Linked DNA regions of Mus musculus: region 1 is linked to region 2. Evidence: chromatin contacts called from public HiChIP or PLAC-seq data. All regions are on one chromosome and are shown on one strand. Each heading gives the region's core, a stretch centred on a gene start, on an enhancer-like site or on the middle of the called end of the contact. The rest is flanking DNA. Distances are from core to core; before and after follow the strand shown.

The links. HiChIP or PLAC-seq counts read pairs in DNA pulled down with a chosen protein or histone mark.
Region 1: an HNF4G HiChIP or PLAC-seq map of pancreatic cancer cells shows a contact between it and region 2. The contact joins the promoter of Acsf2 here to the enhancer-like site in region 2. A contact is called at or near these places in 22 of 39 promoter capture datasets (the 3T3-L1 cell line, 3T3-L1-derived adipocytes, the C10 cell line and 12 more) and 2 of 115 datasets of contacts at active chromatin or transcription factors (embryonic stem cells and pancreatic cancer cells).

Annotation. Positions count from the first base shown.
Region 1 is chr11:94,599,285-94,603,607 of GRCm38.p6, reverse strand. It overlaps Acsf2 (acyl-CoA synthetase family member 2), which reads left to right and starts at 1,822. Exons shown (of 16, transcript NM_153807.2): 1 at 1,822-1,965. The coding sequence starts at 1,838.
Region 2 is chr11:94,344,092-94,348,352 of GRCm38.p6, reverse strand. Abcc3 (ATP-binding cassette, sub-family C (CFTR/MRP), member 3) reads left to right here. Exons shown (of 31, transcript NM_001363187.1): 30 at 2,212-2,406. Among named protein-coding and RNA genes, the nearest start is that of Gm51871, 6.0 kb to the left of the region's middle. Within about 2 kb of position 1,487, at least 73 of the 459 cell types and tissues checked have an H3K27ac peak or open chromatin away from gene starts, as enhancers often do. A contact at or near this core is called in liver, pancreatic cancer cells and trophoblast stem cells, where this site is marked.

The sequences.
Region 1 (4,323 bases), core at 573-3,072, 250 kb before region 2:
GTCATGCTAAGATTTATACAGATGAGGTCAGCCTGAGCTATATGAGACCCTGTCTCAAAAAAAAAAAAAAAAAAAGCTACTTCATGTTGACATTAGAGCCCCTTTCTCTGTCTGTCTGTCTGTCTGTCTGTCTCTTTTTTTTCTCCCTAGGGTGGCCACAGACTCCCTGTGTAGCTGAAGATGACTTTGAGTTCCTGATTCTCCTACCTTTATTGCCCTGGCTGGAATCATGCAGGTCTATGAGTCCATTTCTGAGTCAGAGAAACAAGGGGAAGGCGATAAAGGCTTCCCCAGGCTAGCCCATAGGACAGGCAGAATGGCTTATCTTCCCTTCCCCCCAAGACTCACTCAGAGACTAGTCAGGAAGAGAAAGGGTCCCGGGGACCAGAATGTACCCTTCACTTTGCCAGGACAATTATTTATCTAGAAGGAATCAACGATTTGTCCAGGGTCATCCACCAAGCCTTCAAGGCAGGGCTTGGCTCCTGAACTTGGGATACCAGTCAGCACCCTTCACTCCCTGGGCCTGGCTGTCTGAAACCACTGTATACATTTGATTTGGAGGGCATCATGCCGTTTCAAGCCCAGCTTTTCAAAGTCTCTCCTCTTGACTTGTTCTCCAACGGAACACAGATTCTTTCCAAAAAGCTGTCAGAGGGAGAGGGAGAGGGAGAGAAAGAGAGAGATATCTGGTCACTCTGGAGATCAGAGAAGGAGTAGCTGTATTAGTCATGACCCCAGCTGAACCAGATCAAGGCAAAGGTTCACCAGGCTAACCTCCACCCTCCGCCAACTGTTCCTCTGCCTGGCTTTCTTCATTCCAAGTCAGGAGAAGGGAAGCCACCCGGCCGGGGGCCTTTCTTCTCTTCTTTCCCAGATCGTTCAGGACAACGAGGAGCTAGAAAGTGGAGGACTAGTGTACTCATCTTTGGACACCCAGCGCACAGCCTGAGCACTCACCTCTTGTAGATCTTGTCACCCATCCTCCTTGGATGACGTTAGAATACATTCCTAAGGGCACAGCTAGAGGGTTGAGTCACAAAGTCAGGGTCCTTTGGAGCCTAGGGGAGCAGCTGAGGAAATTGTGTTTAAGGCTTCAGGCTAGAGCAGAAAGAGGGAAGGTAGGATACAACAGACGCGTCCCTGATGCCACCTAATCTTGTCTACCTGGTACTCTTCTCAGAGTCGTGGGGAGGATGCAAGGTCGAAGTAAAGCTGACTCTTAGCCTCTGGCCAGACTAGCACCTTGGTCCCCGGAGGTCTCCGAATACAGAGGGGTTTACCCATCAGAGCGGTAGGTCCCAACTACCTTTCCTCTCCCCAGAGGCCCTCTGCTCCAGTTGGCAGGCCTCAGGGGCACTCGGGGCAGATTCCTTTGGCCTGTAGCTCAGCACCCAGGAAGTCCCCACGTGACCCAAGCCCTACTGGGCACGTGGGACCAACCAGTCCAGGCATTGTCATCTGGCTCTATATAGACTGTTGATTGTTTTCCCGTTTATGAAACTCTTAGGCCCTCCAAAGTTAGAGTGATGATTGCAGGAAGGCCCTGTATTGTGCTGCAGAGCCGGTCTTGGGAGCCCCGGGAGGGGGAGGGGGGACAAGGGCGGGACTTCGAGGGCGGGCTTGAAGGGCTGCAGTTCCCACGCAAAGGTGGCCAGGACCGAGTCGCCACTTCCCGGCCTCTCCTCGCCCCGCCCCGCCCCGCCCCGCGGGGACCCAGTCCTCCTCACCCCATAGGCAGAGCGACCCTCCCGCCTCCCCGTCCGCTTCTTAATTACCCTCGCCTCGTTCACTTTCAAAGTTTACTCCCGGCCCGGACCCGCGGCGGAAGCGAGCCATGGCTGTCTATCACGGGATGCTGCGCTTCGGGAGGCTGTGTATCGCGAGCCTGGGGGCGCGGGGCCCCCGGACGCTGCTCTCTCGCCCTCGGCCGAACTCGAAGTTGCAGAGTGTCCGCGCTCTCAGGTACCCCGAGCAGCATTCCGAAAAGAGAGGGGGCTGGGCAGTCCCGAGAAGGGAACTTGGGAGTTCTGCAGTGCTTGGCAGGGGCTGACCCCACTCTGGGTAGCCCTCACACACACTACCCTACCACCTAGGCAAAGGGAAAAGCCAGGCCTGCCCGGGATCTGGGGCTGCTGCTCATAGCCACAGGAGTCCCAGGCTGAGTTCAAATTCTAGTTCAGAATTCTGTATGCGTCCCATGTGGTACACAGAGCCAGGAGTGGAGGCTTTTTAACAGTACACCCGAGGAATAGAGCTGAATACTGCTAGGGCATTCTCTCAGCTGTATTAACTCCCGTGAAAAATGTGGGGACCGTTTGGGGGTCCACAGGGCACTGAGTATAACAGATCTTTCCTTCCTTTGTTTTCTTTTCCTTCCTTCTTTTCCTCCACCACCTCCTCTACTTTTTGGAGCAGGGTTCTCTCTGTAGCTGTGGTTGTCCTGAAACTCGCTCTGTACACCAGGCTAGCCTTGAAATCACAGAGATCTGCCTGACTCTGCCTTCTGAGTGCAGAGACTAAAGACCTGTACCACCACTGCCCGGCTTCCTTCCTCCTTTCAGTCATTACCACTTCTGGGCCCATTTTTTCATCTGTCTTCAGTGCAAGATCTGGGAAAGGGGTTGGCAGGAGAGAGTTGGCTGAATAAATCTAATATGACCAGACACGGAGGGGACTGCAGGAGCTTGCTGGGGAAAGGCCAAGCTGGGAGAGTTGGCTGTGCAACAAGGTGAATGGTGGTATCCTCTGCGTCCAGTAGGTATGCACATCGCCTATCCTGCTCTACCGCACGGAAGGGCAAACTACTAAGCCTGTTGTCCGTATTATTGTGCAGGCTGTGGTCTTGGAAAGGAATAGTGGAGGCACGGCAGAAAGAGGAATATGTCTCAGAAAACACTACTAAGTTTAAAAGACACTACTAAGGCCGATGAGAGTAGTGGTGTGTACCTTTAAGGCAGAGCCAGGGTTTCTGAGTTCAAGGCCAGCTTGGCCTATGAAGTAAATTCCAGGACAGTTGGGGCTAAACAGATAAACCCTGTGCACCCAATCAAAAGACAGCCCCCCTGAGAAGAAGTTGGACGGACAAGTTGGAAGATGTCTTTTTGGCTGGAACTCTCAGGTTCTGAGAGCTAAGTGCCTTCTGAGAATTAAGAAACAAACTGGTGTGTGTGTGTGTGTGTGTGTGTGTGTGTGTGTGTGTGTGTGTGTATGTATGTATGTATGTGAATTAGCACTCTAACACTGATGTTAGTACATGTTCAGCTCCTGTGAAGTGCTTTAACATCCCTCTGCCTTCTTTCCTGAGGAGACCTAGGGGCTCATGGCTCCATGCACATGTGATTTTTGTTTTTGTTTTTCCTTCCTTCCTTCCTTCCTTCCTTCCTTCCTTCCTTCCTTTCTTTCTTTCTTTCCTTCTTTCTTTCTTTTCTTTCTTTCTTTTGGGGGAGGTTTTTTCGAGACAGAGTTTCTCTGTGTAGCCCTGGCTGTCCTGGAACTCACTCTGTAGACCAGGCTGGCCTTGAACTCAGAAATCCACCTTCCTCTGCCTCCCAAGTGCTGGGATTAAAGGCGTGCGCCACCACGCCCGGCTGTTTGTTTTTTAATATGAGTACACTGCAGCTGTCTTCAGACACACACCAAAAGAGTGCATCGGATCCCATTATAGGTGGTTGTGAGCCACCATATGGTTGCTGGGATTTGAACTCAGGACCTCTGGCAGAGCTGTCGGTGCTCTTAACCGCTGAGCCATCTCTCCAGCCCTCACTTGTGTTTTAAGTGCAGGTGAAGGCAACTGATAAATGTGTTTTCCTTTATCTCTCTCTACCTTACCATTTTGAGGTAGGGTACTGAGCCTGGGACCCATTGATTCTGCTAGGATGGCTAGCCAGTGAGTTCTAGGGATTTTTTCTTCTCTGTCCCCCAGCCCCTAGCACTGAGAAGTTACAGGTGGCTGAGCCATGGTGCCAAGCTTTTGTGTGAAAGTTGGGGATCCAGCTGGGTGTGGTGGCGCATGCCTTTAATCCCAGCACTCGGGAGGCAGAGGCAGGCAGATTTCTGAGTTCGAGGCCAGCCTGGTCTACAAAGTGAGTTCCAGGACAGCCAGGACTACACAGAGAAATCCTGTCTCGAAAAAAAAAAAAAAAAAAAAAAAAGAAAAGAAAAGAAAGAAAGAAAGAAAAGAAAAAGAAAAGAAAGTTGGGGATCCGAACTCAGTTCCTTCTGACTGTACCGCAGTCGCTTTACTGATTGAGCCACTACCCTAACCCCAACATTTGTGATCTTTGGCATTTTTCTGTGTAAACAAAGCAGGTCACTTACTGC
Region 2 (4,261 bases), core at 238-2,737:
CATCAGTATAAAAGCTATTAGGTGATATGAGCTTATTATTCCAGACCTTGGGAGGCTGAAACAGGGAAACGACTTTGAACTTAAAGCTAACCTGGGCTACATGATGCGTCCTTGTCTCAAAACAAAACAAAACAAAACAGGAAGTTGTTGTGGGTATTTTGCATTTTGCATTTTTTCAGTTTAGTATCCTGTATTTTCTGTTTTCTTTTTTTGTTTTGTTATTGTTGTTTTTGTTTCTATTTTGAGATAAGATCTCTCTATGTAAGTAGCCCTGGCTGTCCTAGAATTTGCTATGTAGACCAGGCTGGACTAAAACTCAGAGAGATCTTACCTCTGTCTCTCTGTCTCTGTCTCTCTGTCTCTCTCTCTCTGTCTCTCTCCCTCTCCCTCCCTCCCTCCCCCCCTCTCCCCCTCTCCCCCCTCTCCATCCCTCCCTCCCTGCCTCTGCCTCCTAAGATGAGATACCACACCTGGTTGTATTTTCCACTTTCAGCACAGCATTGTCCAGAGTAGCTAAAATTCAAGTCTGAAAGAGCCAGCTGTGGCCAGTCAGTGGCTCCACTTTGAAGGAAGCAGTCTTGGGTCTTTTCTGCATTTAGCCTACATATGCTCCTGTGAAGTGTCACCAAGTTCCCTCCTCTTTCTGCCCTCTCTCCTTTTCTTACTTTTTCCTTTTGGTGCTGGGGTCGAACCCAAGACCTTGCACACGCTCAGAAACACTCTACCGTGACCTACATTCCTAACCCTTTTTTTCCCCATCTTTATATGCAGCACATACTCATGTTTCAAAACTTGAAATAAACAAACAAAAGGTCACGCCTGACCGGTGCTTAATGTTTGCAGTATTCAAAGTACTGTGGCCTTCACCATCTCATTTAATCTTTACTGTTGCCCCATGGACCGGAAATAGAAATGGAATTACTTGCCCAAAATTGCATGGGCAGCCAGAGACAGGGCAAGGGACTCAGGGAAGTGTGAGACTTTTGTCCCCAATTACTGTCCTTGCTTCATCACAAGGCTCTCTCCAACCGAAAACATGTGGTTCGGGTCTGATGACACACACCTGTAGTCCCAACTAGTTGCCCTAAGAGAATTCAAAGTTCAAGGCCAGCCTTGGCTGGAGATGTAGCTCTTGCTGAGTGAATGTGAGGTCTGGGTTCAATCCCCAGTACAGCGCCTTCTCTCCTGCTCCAAAAGGTCTGTAAGGGTAAAGGTGTACCTTTTACTGGCTTTTACTTACATAAGCACACAGGGATATGGCTGATGGCAAGGAGGGGCTCTTCAATCCCGGTCTCTAGAGCTCTTGGCTGTCTGCTGGTCCCCAGCACTTCCCCAGAGTGTCTGTAGCCCTTTATACCAGGATCAGAGATGAAATGGTCCCTCCTTCTCCCTCAGTGAGATTGCGGTCACTTTAAGTATAACCTGTATTCTCTGCCAGGTCCACCATTAATCAGCCCTGAGTTCTATCTGGCAGCTCATTCTGCTGCCAAAACCTTCATTAGTTGCGGGAAGAGGCCAGGGAGGGAGGCTGGTCTTTACTCTGGCTGTGACTCACCCCTCTGGGAAGGGTTGAGGTATTTGTCCTTGTGTGTGTGTGTGTGTGGGGGGGGAATGCTATAGCCTCTGGTTGGGAACACAGCCTTGCTTTGCTTACTGGTTCTGGCTTTCAAGGCCAGAGGTTGAAGATAAGGATCAGCTCTCCTGGGTCGAAGTGAACAAAGATGGGGAGTCCCCAGGTTCTTCCCTTACACATCTCCCAAATAGAGCCCGAGGTCTCTATTCCCTGTGCGGGTAGGGGATGGCCGTCAGATGGTGTAATTGCAGTTTTAGCAAGAGGGCATGAATGGCTTGTATGTATCCAGGAAGAGCAATCCCAATATATTCTTACTAAAGTGTGATTGGCTGATACTGTGCACTGAAGGCACACAGTGGTACTAGCTGCAGAGTAGTCAGGAAGGAAGCACAGGAAGAAGAGACCTGAGAATATTTACAATGGAGCCGGCACAGTAGTGTTTGGCTCTGGCTCTAGCCTTCCAGGTGCCTCATTGTGGTACAAGCCCTTGCCCCTGTTCCTGGAGAACTGTGGCAGAACCAGGAAAGATTGACAACCAGTCCCGGGCTGCTGAGAAGGGGTGGAGACAGACATGTAAAGAAGGGTAGTCTGGAAGATAGCCTGGGCACCTAGCTGAAAACTCCTGCCTTCTTTCTCAGTGTTGGCCAGAGGCAGCTTGTATGCCTAGCCCGAGCCCTGCTCCGGAAGAGCCGAGTCCTGGTTTTAGACGAGGCCACTGCTGCCATTGACTTGGAGACGGATGACCTCATCCAGGGCACCATCCGTACCCAGTTTGAAGACTGCACCGTACTGACCATCGCCCACCGGCTCAACACAATCATGGACTACAACAGGTGAGCCCCAGAAGAGGTGGGAGGGGATCAGCAGCTGTCACCTGGGAGTCAGGAAGAGGCAGGGCCATTGAAAGTATCTGGGTGTGAAGCTCTTGGAATTGGCAATGGTATGGGGCGATAGAGCGGAATTCCCAAGCTTCGAGTACAGTGTAGAATAGAACAGGGCTAACTGGGTACATTGACACATGCAAAGAAAGACACAAGGTCCTTTGGGAATGACTAATATGTGACAAAAGGTACACCAGGCTTCCTAGACATCGGAAACTGCAGAGACCACCACAAAGGAGCCAGGGCTCCTTATTGTTGATGGGTAAGGGGAAGGGAATGTCCCCTCACGTCACTTCCAAGGTTGATGAGGGAGTGTTCGCATGTCCATCACATCGTCTGCCCCGTGTACCTCACTACTACCACCTGGGCCAGGGAAGTACACCAGTCACACCCCATAAAGCTGCTTGGGAGGTACATGACAGATTTCTGAGTCCCATCCTTGGTGAATAGACCCTAACAGTGCTGGAAAGAACTGATGCTTGTAGGGGAGGCTTTGTGTCTGAGCCAGAGCACTGAGCCCCTGTTTGCTGTGTGACTATAGGCAACTTGCAAGGCTTTTCTGGGCCTGCTTCAGATCTCTCAGAACGGCTGTTAAAGGGTCAATGAAATAATGGTTAAACCAAAGGTCATGCTGAGAGATGTCACTTTGCTCCCTAGCCCTCTTAAAGCCCATTTATTGTGAGTCTCCCTAGCACTTGTTCCTCCAAGGATTGCCCTCAGAATCTCTTGGCTTCCTTGGGCAGGGTGATGGGTCAACTGAAGTTTGCATGCTCTCTCAGAAGTGTCCTCATGCAGCCAGGAGGATCTTCCAGGGTGCGTGTGCGCGTCTGATGCATCCCTGTGTCTGACCCATCCCTTCTCCATGTCTACCCTCCATTCCCATTCAGAATCCCACTGAAAGCCGAGTTTAAGTAGCTGGAAATGCTGGCTTCACACCTGGAGGCTGGACTCGTTCCCCAGCAGCCCTTGGATGGGAGGCTTGGGCCCCCATCACGTGTGTGTGTGTGTGGTGGGGGGAGTTAGGAGTTCACACCTTCTAAAAGAGCAGACAGAAATTATGAGTCAGGTTACAGAGTGAGTATTTAGAGCTCACGGGAAGGAAGGAAGCAGGGGTCCCTGTGTGCAGGCAGAGGAGTCTACACAAGGTAACAGGACCCTCTCTGCTAAGAAAGTGCCAGCTAGACCTAAAGGATAAGAAAGGAGTGAGAGGGGAATGAGGAAGGGAGGGGCCTGCATACCTCAGAACTTGAGGCAGCACAGCCCCAAGGCAGGGAGCACTGAGGCTGGAGGAGGGCAGAGTCAGAGAGAGGAGTAGGCCCCAAAAGCTGAGTGGAAGAGCATACAGATTCAGTTGGTCTTCATGTTAAGGGCCAGGAGAAGCCACTAGAGACTGAGTTTGGATAACACAGCCTCCTGGGCAAATTTAGACAGTGGTCAGGAGGTAATGGTCACTCCTGCCCAGCACACAGATTTTGCAGCCTGGCAGGTGAGGTTCTGAAAGAAACCTTCCTGTCTCACAAAAGGGTCTTTCTCCAGGCTTTGGGGGGGGGGGGCTCCCACCTTACCCTAGTGCAGCTGCCTATGGGTCTTATGCCAGGTGCATCCTGTGTGTGGTTGCTAGGAGACTCTAACTCCAGGCTCAGTCTTGCCTGGGTGGGGCAGTTAATCCATGCAGCAGCAGCAGCCCAAGTCCCAGATTACAGCGTTGGCTTTGCTGCAGCCCAGTTTCCTGCCGAGTGCCTTTGTGAGCTGGCACAGAGCAGATGGACGGACACAGGAGTCAGCGTGCAGGTCCATGGCTCCCTGC